2 separate regions of the Mus musculus genome follow, and region 2 is linked to region 1. The links are chromatin contacts, called in public HiChIP or PLAC-seq maps. All regions are on one chromosome and are shown on one strand. Each heading gives the region's core, a stretch centred on a gene start, on an enhancer-like site or on the middle of the called end of the contact. The rest is flanking DNA. Distances are from core to core; before and after follow the strand shown. Region 1 holds the start of Mir205hg (Mir205 host gene). Region 2 has its middle 110 kb from the start of Plxna2.

Region 1 (6,762 bases), core at 3,731-6,230:
TACTGGGAACCCAGAGCTCAGACACAATGTATTATTGATAGGATTGTAATTTACTCCTCTTGGGTTGTATCTACAGTGTATACCATTAGCACAAAATATTAAATTACCAATGGTTGTATATATTTGTCTACTCGAATCTGGCTCAATGATATTTGCTTTTCTACTCAATAAAAGACCATGAATACAGAAAGCTGGATAATACTATTTTTGTTGCTGCAGTTGCATGGGAGTTTTGATTACACTATGTATTCAACATTGTGCTGAGCCATGCTTTGCAGCTAGGACAGGACACGTAGAAGACTGGGAGTTTAGATGGGAGGATGGGTGGGCAGTTCTCTCCAGCTCTTGACTCACACTGCTTCCCTGGCAGGCTGCTCTAGTCGAGTGCAAGGGCTTTTGCTTCTACAGGAGGGAATCAGCAATCTGTGCTGCCAGAGGGAGGACAGGGCAGTTCAGATCTCTGCCCGACCTGCAGAGAGCCCCAGGTCACAGCTGAAAATATGAAGCTGGGACTGGAGTGGGATTAAGGTGTGTGATGCAGAACCTTTGGTTATAGTCTCGTGGCCTAGATTACTTTGTAGTTTTTTTCTTCTGCAATCACTACCGGCCACTTTGTTTCTTTTCCCTCCTTGAGCAGAGTTACATAGAAACACAGGTATGTTTCCTTCTCTAGAAAAGAACCCAAGTTGCGGGTTGCCACGTATAAGAATATCACATCATGTCTGCCTGGTGCTTTCTTTGTTCTAGCCTTTGGATTCCTTGCAAAGCTCAAAATAGAGGCATTTACTAGTTAGCTAGCTCGAAACCCAGACTACCATGGTGCTTCAGTCAGATCCACTATGTAATAGTTATGGGTAAACATTTTCTTAATGCCTGTGGGTTGGTCTCCTCATCATTTGTGGGGCTCAGTATACAGAGGTGTGGGCTGAGTTTGACATTCATATTAATAGAAGCAGGAGGGCAAGACATTTATGATAAATGTGTTTTCCTATATTCAGTGTGAGGAACTCATGATTCCCTGGGACAGATGGTCTGGGGAGGTGAAGAGGCCACTGTGGGGCATTCAGAATATAGGGTCTCGGATACCAAAGTGACCTTTATGTTCAGTTCCTAAGAGAAATGGCAGCTATGGGCTCTATTGAGCTTAGCCCAATATGATGCAGGGCATCTTCCAGATCCAGAGGTAGGTTTTGTTTAGTGTCTGGCTTTTTTAAAAAATTAATTAATTAATTAATTTATTTATTTATTTATTTATTTATTTTTGCCAAGTGGCTCCTCAAGCAGACTCCTCCATTGAGGAAGTGTTAATTCCATAAAGTGTTTCTCTGGGCAGGTACTTCATACTAAGTGGACTTCTTTTGGACTTGCGCCTTCAGGCTCAATCCTATGTCTTTTTCTCTAAAGGAGAGATGCGTTGTTTAAGACAAACACAAAAGCAACACAACAGCCAATCAAGTCAACGCCAAATCAATCAAAGCAAACCACGGACCCTGACAGCGAAGTATTTGTCCCTACCCCACCGCAGATTCCTACAAGCCTGAGCACATGTTCTGGTGCAGAGGGACCCAGGAAAAGGCAATTACACTTGGTGAGTGATTAAAGTCGGATCTGGCAGCTTTATGTGTCAAATATGTTTAAATGCATTAACCTTTCCAGAATTTACACTGCCTGCTGAGTTATATCCTGTACGATGTCAGAAAGATCTGAATCTGCCTTCATTTAAATCTTTTTTTTTTACATTTATTTTATTACAATATAAATAGACTTAAATAATCTTAATGGGGATTTCCTCCCCAGTTCTGTAGGTCTTACTGGCACTGTGGAGAGTCTGAGGGCAATAGGGTCCCTGGCTGGTTGCAAATGATGTCCCAGCTACCTGCCTGGAAACCCTAGGGAGAGAGGGAGGCAGGGAGGCAGCAGGACTTCCTTGAGTTTATCTGGGATTTAAGCCTGCAGGGTGCAGGTTTAAGATACTGATAACATAGGGCAGAGAGGCAGGAGGGCGTGTCAGCAGATAGGCAACTTTTAATTTTGCAAGTTACAGAAAAATACACATTTCCGAAGCATTGGTTTTAGGAAGAAAGGCCACACAGCAATCACTGGCAGTGTGCTCTTGCCTGCCACTGCCACCCCTCTGCAAAAGCACACGCTGCAGGTGCTTTTAGTGACTGTATTTTTGCAGAATGCCTCTGTTCAAATGCTGTGCTTCAGTCCACCGCTGGCAGCTCCATGCCTCCTGAGCTTCACTCCACTGAAATCTGGTTGGCATAAGACAGACTCCGGTGGAATGAAGGACAAGAGGACCCATGGATTGTCTGGGGCTGTTTGTCTACTAAGCCTCCTCGTGTAGTGCTGTGTGACCTGAAGGAGACCTTCAGGATCCTGCAACCCCACTCTTACAGGACCTGAATACCTGTATTCATTCATTCAGGACCTGGTGAGGACCTGAATACTCAAACCCTCAAGCATTCATGTTCCCACCTCAGAGTACTCTGGGTGGTATAGCCAATGTTGTGTGTGGGGCTGGACTCTAGGTAGTTTCTTGCCCATGAAGGGCCATCCCAGATAAATCCAAGTGGAGTCTCCATTCTGTATACCTAGTTAGGATGCTGGCTCTCCTCTTCAATGAGTGTTCCATACCAGAGCTAGGTATGTTGGTGATATCTAGAGAAAGCACACTTTCTTTCATTTTGTACCAAAAGGTGGAATACAGGGGAGCAGGTATTCTTCTGAAAAAGCAGCATGAACAGCCCAGTTCAGGCCTGGATGCTGGTGTGTAATCAGGATAAGCGGAGGACAGTGACTCTGCTCGTCTGCATAAACAGGAACAGGCCTGTTTATGGGGCCAGTGGGTGGTGAAGGGAAGAATTCTTGATCCTCTCCCCATAGCTGGGGAAGCATAGTCTGGGAAAGTCAGTCTTTAATGACTATATATCTTTCCCCAGATCTGCACAGAATTAGTAAATGGCTTCTCTAAGGAGCCTAGGGTGGTAGTCAAGGGAGGGAGGCCAGCATATAACTGGCTTTCAGAGACTGAGCTACACTGAGAGGCCATGTAATACCTGTGGACTTTCTGTCCCTGCCCAAAAGAAAATGCTCACCAAGCAGGAGCTTTGCAGGGTTGCATTGGCCTCTTTGCTTTGTTCAGACATGTCTGCTGCTCAGTGTAAGCCTCATAAAAGGCTGCTCTAAGCAGAGACAAGCAGACAGGGTGGGTAGGGCTGGCCTACCTTGTTTGGAATACTTTCTTCTTCCTGGGCTTGTTCTGACCTGACAAAGAGGCTCCACCTCTCCCATCTAGCCCCCAGGCCATCAGGCCTCTGAGAAAGACTCTTAAACAAAAGCAGGGATTTCTAGCTATGGTTAGGGAAGAATCCCACTTTCCTGGGTCCAAACTAAGGCACCTTTCTCAGGGTGTGCACAGGCACACTAGAAGGCAGGGTGCTGAGTGCAGAGAGCAAGAGGTTCTGTGAATCTTCTGTTCAGTCTCTTAGCGAATACTTACTGAGTTATCAAGACCACAGAAGCCCCCACACCACCTCTGACCCACTTCCTATCAAAGGGGAGAGAGACACAGGTCTGTTGGCTCTGACCAAGGAAGGCAGGAGACTGTGGGAGGTAGTTCTGGGTTGGAAGGAGTCTTGGCTTCTTGTGGAATTTCAGCTCAGTTCTGAAAACAAAAAGGTCATCATTAGGTCTCTGTCCAAGCTCCCCTTACCCAACTCTTAAGGAAGCCCATCAGATTCCTCAAGTCCACAATTGGACTCATCCTTATTTGAGATCTTGATCCTCCCAGTGGAATCCAGAGAAGAAAAGGCTTGATAGCGCTAACAGGCCATATGAAAGGGTAGGGCGGAGGCAGCTCAGGAAAGTCTTGCCTCCCCTCATAACATCCCTCTGTTCCTGCAGACCAGACCTGCTGCTGCTGTAAGAAGAGTTGATCTACAACCTGGAAACTTATACCTGATACACTCTGCATATCATGTCTAGTATTCAGGTTCTCCCACTCAGCAGGCCTTTACCAATGCAATCTCCAGTGATGTGTCTTGTCTAGTTACAGTATTGGGTTGGGTCAGAGAACCAACAAGGCTCATGTTGGGCTAGAGTTTTAGCCAGTGATTGCTCTTCCAGGGGCCTTCAGGGCTGTGCCCTAAATGTCTTAAAAACCCATCTTGCACTTAAGAACCTCAGAAGGGAAGCAGGTCTTGCATGCGCTGCTAAGTACCCTAGGACTAGGCAGTGGGTACACATTCCTCTAGTCAAGTCAGTCCCCAGGAAGCTCGACAGAATTGCTGTGTTGGTATTCAGCTGCCTGGCACCCACTTCCATTATCATCAAGATTAACACCCAACAGCTCAGAAATTCCCCGGAAAACAAAGAAAGAAGTTGATACTTGATTTCCAGTGAAGCCCGCCTTCCACTCTTCCCTCTGGCCCTATGCATGATCCTGAGGATCAAGACACTCACCCGCCCAAACCGGAGATTTCAGACTCACCTGCAAGTACATGGGAGTACCTATACCTTCGGATATCAGGCTCAGCTTTGCCTTTGATGCAAAATAATACTTTTTTTTTGGGGGGGGGGGTTCTAAAGAGAGTACCAAGCTGGAGGATGGTTAGAGAATCCTGGGGAAAAGAAACCAAACCAAAACGAACAAAAAAACAAAACAAAACAAAGCAAAACAACAACAATAAAGAATTTTTAAGTCTTGGGAAAGTCTTTTACCCTCAAGAATTGAGGACTAGAAGAGGTGGCACATGCTCTATAGGGTGCTCAGCTCAGCGGCCTGGGCAGAGAAGTTGCTCCTGGAGAAAGAGACACGTGGTCCTCTCTTTAGTAAAAGACAATAGGAAAGTAGGAGAAAGTGGCAGAGAGGGGGCTAAAGGAAGCTGGAAAGAGAGGGGGTGGAGTGCAGAGGCTCAGCTAAATAGAGCTTGGCCACAGACAATAAAAGAGAAACTGGTTTTTCTAAGGCAGGGGTGAGGAGGCGGCACCGGTCTCTCTATTTATGCACCTCTCAGCCAAGTTTCCAGTTACCTGCTGAGCCCAACCAATGAAGACAGGACTTGGCTGCTGGATCCGCCTCCAAGAACCACACCTCTGGGGGTGGGACGTGCTTGCAGAGGCCTTTCTGAATTCAAACCTTTTTCTCTCATTGTTTCTGTAGTCAGGTGGGGGTCTCCCTCTGCCCAGAGCAAGAAGACGCAGGTTATCTTAGCCTTGGGCTGAAGCTCCAGCCCCCCCAATAGTAGAGGGCAAGGACCTTTCAGATCTTAATCTGGGTCATGGAGGCTGTTCATGTGTGTGTGTGTGTCCACATGCTTACATCCATACGGAGCTGTGTAGGGAGCAGGAATCAAAGTCCTTTCGCACCTTTAGCCCAGTACCTGTCCATTCATCTATGTGGTGCTGCAGGAAGAGGTCGGAGGAGGGACAGAGCCTCAGGGACCTTGTGACTTATCCTGGTTTTATAACCCAAGAGGCCTCACTTCCCTTTCTTTCCTTAGAGGAAGGGCCTCTGCTGTGTGAGGGAGTTGGGAGGACAGAAGGAACTGGGGAAGAAGCTGTTAGTTCTACCTCCCACCTCGCTTCACCTCCATGCATCCATTCCCCCCTCCCCCTCTCCTTGTCCCTCCTCCTTCCTTAGCACTGCTCCTGCTCCCTTTTGCCTAGTTTTCCTGGAGGACATGGGATATAGAAGTCTCTTTAAATGAATCCTAGAAGTTTGGTGTCTTTTGTTTGTTCTCAAAGTAGACCCTTTCTGGGCAAAAGCAGAGTCCTCCCCTTTCAGGAGAGTAAGGAACCGCAGAACACAGTATGCAGAGCATATTGGTCTGTTCCAGAGCCACTCGGAGAACCTGCTGCAAATCTTCTTTGCCACCTGCTAACTCCAACCTCTTCCCACAGCTAGGGAAGGAGGCTTATAATGCTTATGAGGCACACTTCTATAGCTAGTATTAAGTCAAGATGTGTGCCTACCCAGACCTATGTGGCTTCACTGACTCATACAAAGTCTCCCAGAATATAACTCTCACTGCCTTTTGTCAGTTCTTGCTCACTGTGCCTTCTTCCTATGCCTTTCTTTTCCCCATTTCATCCATTCACTCACTGAGCAGCTCATCCCAGCAGGGGATACTCTGTATCCTTTGAGTTCATCTTTTAGGCTCTCCCAACTAGATACACCTAGATACAAGTGAACAGTCATAGAAACAGATTAATACAATGCAATGAGCATCCCCTAAAGGAAACATTCCCCTTCCATTGCTAAGAGTCTGGGAAGGGTCCACAGAGAAGGTTCCTTTGAACTGAATCTGAGAGGATAGCCAGAAAAGGTTTGGGAGCTGTTTGAATTAACCCTCCCTAGGAAGGAGACCTCCTAAGGGTTTAGAGCTACCCTGAGGTATGGAGAGGCAGCATAGGCCTGAGGCCCATGAAGGGCAGGGCCTATGAGTGTTTTCTGTAGGAGGTAGCCATGTCCCAAGTCTTAAAGGAAATGAATGGCAAGAGCTGTTTCTCAGAAGCATAGGACTTGAAGACAGTTAAATAACTGTTGAAGAGTGTGACTGTCCCCAGAATATGGGGGAATGAGGTTCAGGAGAGACTAGGCCAAAAGGACAAACATAAACCCTGTTGATCTCAAATCTCTCCTTTCCAGTTGTCATCTTTGATCCCCTAAATGTGGTGAGAAATAGAATTAATTTGCATTTGGCTAGGGTCTCGACTATTCTTTTCCAGCTTCTGGAAGTGTGGGACACACCCAGT
Region 2 (7,221 bases), core at 2,993-5,492, 1.0 Mb after region 1:
CAAACCTAAACACCCTACTTAAAATTTGGGGTAGATCGACTTACTCTTTGCTATTCATGCTGATTCCGACTCTCTCCATGTGAGAGGTTCCTAGAGCAGCAATTGTTAAGCTCAGTAGCAATCATGTACTCTGGTATAACTCTATATTCTTATAATCCTAACATTGTGAGGCTGCAGCTGGTTGATCTACAGTTTGAAGTCAGCCTAAGCTATAGAGTGAGACTTAATTCAAGAAACACAAACACAAAACTGTAGTGACCATGAATCTGGTTTTGGCCAATGATGAATGGACAGAAATAAGAGGTGTCTATGTGTGCTCCACCATGTCTTTCCTCTCTGTCGCTGCTGACTCGTGTACCCTAGCTAGGGAGGCATCTTTCTCTTGGCCCTGGAGCAAAAATGACTGTGAAATAGGGAAATGGTCAACTTGAGATGTGAACATACCATACAGTGGCCAGAATGTTCCTTTTAGGAGTTCACGTGTTGAAATCCTAACCCTGGAGAAATGGTATTTAGAGACAGGACTTTAGGAGAATTGAGCTTTCATGAGTGAGTTTAGGATCATTATAAAAGGATCCCCAGAGATCTGTCTTCCCTCTTCTTCCATGAAAGGACACACAAGATACCCTCCGTGAACCAGGAAGTGGGACCTCACCCAATAACAAATCTATTGGCACCTTAATATTGGGCTCTCCAGCCGCCAGAGCTGTGGGAAATAAATGTGTATTGTTTACTGATGTTATAGTGTACGGCATCCTATTATAACAGCCCAGACTGACTAAGACACACAGCACAGAGGGAGAAATAAGCTTTTGTTGTTGCAAGCTAGTAACACTTAGAGGCTAACTGTGATATAACTCATCTTTTCTCTTATTTTTGATCACAAATATAAAAGTAAAGAAACATGAACTGTGCAAGCAACAGACAGTCACCTCCTGCAAGCCCAGTGGTTTTTCCCAATTGTGATGCTTAAGGGCAGGTGGATCTGTAAGATGCTGCTGTTTATTTTAAAGACTTTGCACTAGCCATTTTTATAAATTACCTTACTTCATCCACAATGGGAATAAGGAAGATATCAATCTAAATGGCAAAGATAAAATGATGAGAATCAACAGAATTTACCATTTAAAACTTATTAAGTGTGTAAAGCAGGGTTTTTCCTTGCTGCAATCTCTAATCCAGTCTTTGTATCACTCTTTCACAGTACTGATTAAGAAATAAATCAGTTAGCCACACATGCAATCTTAAATTACAGCTCTGAGGAAAACATGAGGTCATATTCACATGATCTGAGTTCAGTTACTTAACCTCCCTAAGCTTAGATTTCTGCTTGTGAATTGGAGATGAATATCTTTAGCACATTAGAGGACACACAAGTGGTACCAGACCATTGCATGTATTGTATTATCACTTCTTTAATGGTCAGTTTCAGTACAATCAAAGTAAATTCTGATACAACTTCAGCATATAAGAAAGACTCACTATTTTAGGATGCTGGAAAATATCACTTTCTTGGTCTTTGGGAGGGAGACCCAGGTACCACAGACTCTAAGCCCAAAGTGGTGCAGCCAATCCTAGGATAGGAAGCAATTCACATATATGGGTACAAAGAGCCACAAAACCACACATGTAGGACAAGAGCAGCAATGTCTGGCCCTCACTGTCGCAGGGGAAGCACAATGGTCAGGGGCAGTGGCACACAAGCCCTAATCAGATGAATCCATCAAATTGAGGTACAGGTTGGGTCCCAATGTCCAGAACAAAAGGGTCTAGAGAAATTATGCCTGTCCTGATATTGAAGGCAGAAAGAGATAGCTTCAAACATGAGTGAACCTGGACACCATAGCCCCTGACTGGCAATGAGCTGATGGGCCTGACAGTGGTGAGGATGATGAAAAGCACTTAAGCAATAGCTTCACGTCCTTGTTATTGCTGAAAGCCTCCTGCCACAGTACAGAGCAATCAGTCAGTCACCCTGCCACCAGCCCCTCCTCTGCCCGCCTCTCTTTTCTCACCTTTGCTCACCCAGGACTATTCATCCCTTTGTCTCTCCATCCTAGACCATGGCAGCCAGCAAACAGAAACATGCCAGCAGGAGCCAAGTCTTTAATGGCTGTTTCTCAAACCTGAGACTCCTAGGGCTGCCTGGGCTAATAGGAAAGCCTGGCCACAGGAGCTGGGGTTACGAAGACAGACTGACTACAAAGGGACCTTTCTCCCCCACAGCTTCTCGTGAATTTTACATTAAGAAGTTACCTGTATGTTTATCATTCCAGCGTATGGTCTCTCCCCTGGACACAGAGTAGGCTCACTGCTTTTTTTAGATGGAAGGGTTTCTTTTGATTACAAATTTAAAATGGTTTTGAGTTTGGGGCTTCCCCACAAAAGCTTAGAGGTGAAGATTCTAGAGCTCTTGCCTCCTACTCACCTAACCTCACTCAGCATGACTCTTGACTGGCTGTCCTTTACCCTCCCAGACCATGCCCTCCTAGTGCATGGGTGGCAAGTATAACAAGATAATGCCACAGGGTAGCAGTTAGTGCCATTAGAAAGTTAGTGCCACTAGAAAGTTCCAATGGCAAATGAGTTGCAAATTGAAGGACTGCACATCTTGAGCTCCATGCTGCTTCAGCCAGCATTTGTGGTATACAGCTTGTATGCAGGCAGCATGCCAGTACAGATGGGAAACTTCCTGGAGGGCACATATGTCCAGGATACTCACTGCCTCTCTCAACCCATACTTAACTTCTGGCTGTAGTCCAGACCAGTGAGTTCCAGCCCCAGAACTGCCCTCTTCTTGCTGGTGGTTACAGAAAAAACCCACACAGCCCATGGAGAGATCACCAATCACACCTGGAATGTCAGCTTTGAGTAGAGCAGAGGACCTGGTGTAAGGAATAGAACACACAATGTAGAACAGAGAATGCATAAAGATGTAGGTCTCCCCAAAACAAAACAAACACAAGGTGAAATTGGTAAAAAATGATAGAAGGCATGGACAGTGTTTCTTGGTCTTTGGATGTAGAAATTGCATTTTTGATGTGTCTACGAAGTTTGAAGACCTCATCATCTGCTGGACTTTACATTTTGATCAGTTGTGGATTTCTGTTGTGGTCTCGGCCTGATGCAAAAAGAAGCTTTGTCAATGATGGATGACTACCATACTTACCTGTGTGTGTATAAGCATAGATATAAAAAATTAGGCTGGATTAGGAAAGTAACAATAGTAGGTTCTCCTCTGTGGTCCATAGCTTCACCACCCATAGACAGCTGGGAAGAAGGGGTAGGAAAATTATGTCAGCATTCCAAGATATCTGCTGTGAGGTGGTGTCTTCTATACACGACATGGATTTGCATCCATGAAACCTCAACAATATGGCCACCTAAGCAAATCCTACCCAGGGATAACTGTGTATCATAATTAATATAGATATATGTATCTATTAATGCAAATGAGAGGAACCTCACAGGGGCTGACTTTAGATGAAGAACTATAGGCAAACTATGGCTGCTGAGAGAGGGAAAATCAGTTTTCTTCAGTGAGAAGTATCTGAAAAGGTAGACTAAATAAAAGACAGATAAACTGGTAGCTGAAGTGAACAGGGCTATGCATTCCTAGCAAGGGTCCGAGGGGCAGTATGATGAGAGTGAATTTACTCACTCTATATATCTATACTCCTATATCATAGCAGCAATATTATTAAGTTGGTAAATAACTGATCACAGATAAAGTGGGTTTTAGAGTTGTACCACCCATCACACCTCTCCCAAGGGCAGCCATTGCTGAGATGCACCATTATGACTACTCACTGAGGCTGTGTGATGTGCAAAGTCCATGAACTCAGTCTCTAAACAGAAGCCACTGGCTTTGTTTGAATGTAATGATGTTCAAACATAGAATGTGCCCAAACATGACAGAGTCGTTGTTTTTTCTCCCTCATTCCACTGTATGTTAAAAGCATCTATTAAAATGTGTCTGCAATGGAAAGCACCCAGCACACTGTCATCAATTTAAGGAAATAAAATTGCACCATATGAAGGGTTATCATAAGGAAGATGGTGACCAGCTGCTTGCCATCTCCTCTGGGTTACAATAAGAGAGAGTGGGAGGGAGTTCAGTTCAAAATTGAATCAGAGTTGGAACTTGACAGAAGGAAGGAAGCATTATCTCCAAGACAGAGAAACAGTGGCGCTGTCTAAATACACGTGAGCCTGTGGAGGCATAGGGAGGGAAGCTATACAATGATTCTTTACTGCTTCTCTGCCCTGGGGTACTGAATGACCTCAGAGTCTCTTTCCTCTCACCCTCACCCTTTTCCAGGCAAAGGTTTAAAAAAAAAAAATCACTGCAGTAGAAACAATGGCGGCATTTCCATTATAAAGATTCAAGCCTTCCAGTAAATTAGTGAAGCAGGAGGTGGGTTATCTTCTCTGAGGCAGACCACAGCCTCCTGTAGCATCCAGTCTAACTCTGCCTGGATCACTCAGGACTTATTCAGTCTTAACAAATGGGCAGCAGCATCTGAAATTCTGCCCATTGCAAGACTCTAACTTAAATGCTAAGAGATGAGAAATCACTTATATTATAGTTTATATTAGTGACTCCCAGATCCTGCTCTCTCTCATATACCTCTGCGCCATTCTCAGTTTTAAGCATCAAGAGCCACAGTCTCTATTACGATGTGTTCTTAACAAATAATTTATATAAGCCATTTGCTGCCTAGTATGAATTTAAATCACTTCTTATCTCCCTTCCAGTTGCCTTCTCACACAAGCTGAAAATCCCATAGGAGAACCAGGAACCTGCTTCTTTGGCCAAGGAATCCCAATATATCAGCAAAGGTTGCGGGATATCCCCTCCCCACCCTCCCCACTGCTTGAGAAATTGCTAGACCCTGAAACTGCCTCAACTAGAAGGCAGCTGGGGACATTCTTCAGGTTGGATCTCAAATGCCCTGCAAGGCATGTGTCAAAGCTTAGTCACTTGCCTGTGATTTTATTAAAAGATGCCAGAATCATTAAAAGGTGAGACTGAAGATTTCGAGGGAGGGAGGTGAGTCACTGCAGATGTACCAGAAATATCAGAATCCTGGCTCTCCTCTCGATTTCTCTTTCCCAGCCACTGTGTGGTAACCAGGTGAGTAATTCTCTCTATCTCTGTCTTCATCTCCCTCCCTTCCTTCCTCCCTCTCTCCAGCCACTGTGGAGTTAGCAGTTCTACTTTCTCAGGTTCCTCTGCTGAACTCTTCTCTTACAAATAGCAGGCCCAAACTGAGAAAGGCCAAGAGACTGTGAGTCAAAATAAATCTTTCTTCTCTAGAAGTTGTATATCTCAGGTACTTTCACACAGTGAGGGAAAACAGACTGGCATAGTCTACCTTTCTCTTGGAGCTCTTTGACGATATTAATCCTCCATTTCAATGGAGGTATCAATAAAAATGAAAGGAAATCATAACTCCCCCTCAAATGAGGAAAAATGAGTTAGTCTGTCACACTAACATAGCAGGCAAAGTCTTAGGAATTAAGTATTGCTGATTATGCAAATGTTAGTCATAGCCTAGAAGGATATAAGGAAACTATGCAAATATACAAACTGTTAGTAGAGGATGGACAATGTACTATGGTTTTTCAGAGGAAGAAGAGGGGATTAGAGTTGATTGAATTAGGAAAGAATCTAGAAAGGGGGTGATATTTGGGAAATACTAGTATGGTTGGTGATAAAGGTTATCTAGAATTTAACAGAACTTGATTGTAGAAGAGAAAAAAGCATCAGAGGAAGGCAGGTAGTGTGCATAAGGCAAGGGGTAGAAAGGGTTGGCCCAGAAAGCAAGAGATAGTGAGTTAGGGGGTGAACCACCAGGGGAAGCAAGGTATAAAAGCTTGCCAAAGACATGCTTTAGTTGGTCCTGGATGTCCACCAGGACCAGGTTTTTATACATCACTCAGTGAACAAGAGTAACCTGAAGTCCTTTAGGAAGGAAGCAGTTCAGGTCTCACATAACAGAGAGATATACACTTGCTCTTCATAAAGAGTTCTTAGTCTCACCTCCACCTCCCTGGAGGTTCACCTCCATGACTGAATTGCATATAAGCCCGAGTGACCACAATGATACCACTCTTTCCCTACAATTCCCTTTTCTTAAAATTAAATACTCTCTTTGGATCTGGAACAGAAGCAATTCCAATAGAAAAGACAGATGGAAATGCTTTGTATAATAACCCTTGGCATATAGATGGTCTTTTTTCTCTTAATTGGGGGCTTTAGGGACTGAAAAATTTGGTATGGTCCCTATGTTGAAGATGTTGGTAACCCATGAAAGAAGCTGGGGTGCACTGAAGAAAGGGGCTGGGAGCAAAATAGTTTTTTTAGGTAGGCACAAAACTAGGGGACTGTTTTCCTGATACCTCTAAGCAGGAGACTAAATACCCCTGTCCTTCATGACAATTTGATAGCAAGCAGGCACCCAGACTCCAGACCAGCATAAACACTGAATGTAGTCAGAGTTATAGGGACAATGTGGTTCCCCTCCAAATCAAAGCAGTATTTCTTTTATTTTTAAGTATTGTAAAGTTGGTTGGCAATAATTTACTCCCCTGCTGACAATCTATGACCAAATTTCAGTCCCACTGGAAATGGTTGTGATCTATGCTCTTACAGAGAAAAGAAGTAAAAATGAAAGAATGTAAACACAGGCCACCTCCCCCCTCCAAGTCCTAGCTCTTTTAATGGACAAGTTGACAGAGTCCTTAACCAGCATCTCTCCAGGGCCATGCCATAATTGCAGGCTGGGAAGGAGAGTTATGTTTCATGTGATTAGAGAGTGTTTGTGCTTCTGTCCATTAGGAACAAAGAGGAGGAAGCATTTTCAAGAACTGGATGCCAAACATCATTCACCAGGGAATTCTACACAATCACTTGCAAAATAATCTCTAAGATGGTCATTTCATCATTAAAATGTTCTTGGTCAGGCGTGATTTTGAGAGGTGGCACTTTGGAAATTCTGTGGTTGATTTAACATCATGTTCTCCTAACACAAAGAAAAGGGTACCCATCATTCCCCCTCCCACTATGTTACACATCAGCAGCACAGGCACTCACTTTTTTCTTTGCCCAGACTCACTGGTACACTGTGTGGGCTTTCAGCAGCCCCTTTTCCTCTTCCATCAGGTAAATCTTTCAACTAAGGAATGAGGAGAAAAATGAAGCAAGTGTGCCTCGAG

Evidence for each region. HiChIP or PLAC-seq counts read pairs in DNA pulled down with a chosen protein or histone mark.
Region 2: a contact with region 1 is called in an H3K27ac HiChIP or PLAC-seq map of embryonic stem cells, with 4 times the contacts expected there. The contact joins the enhancer-like site here to the promoter of Mir205hg in region 1. A contact is called at or near these places in 7 of 39 promoter capture datasets (the 3T3-L1 cell line, the HPC-7 cell line, embryonic stem cells and 4 more), 2 of 115 datasets of contacts at active chromatin or transcription factors (both in embryonic stem cells) and 1 of 9 other capture datasets (embryonic stem cells).

Annotation. Positions count from the first base shown.
Region 1 is chr1:193,505,230-193,511,991 of GRCm38.p6, forward strand. Mir205hg (Mir205 host gene) reads right to left here and starts at 4,981. Exons shown (of 3, transcript NR_166150.1): 1 at 4,496-4,981; 2 at 3,506-3,670; 3 at 1,231-1,398. Mir205 (microRNA 205) reads right to left here and starts at 2,301; the gene lies at 2,234-2,301.
Region 2 is chr1:194,501,724-194,508,944 of GRCm38.p6, forward strand. No RefSeq gene overlaps it. Among named protein-coding and RNA genes, the nearest start is that of Plxna2, 110 kb to the right of the region's middle. Within about 2 kb of position 4,243, at least 7 of the 459 cell types and tissues checked have an H3K27ac peak or open chromatin away from gene starts, as enhancers often do. A contact at or near this core is called in embryonic stem cells, where this site is marked.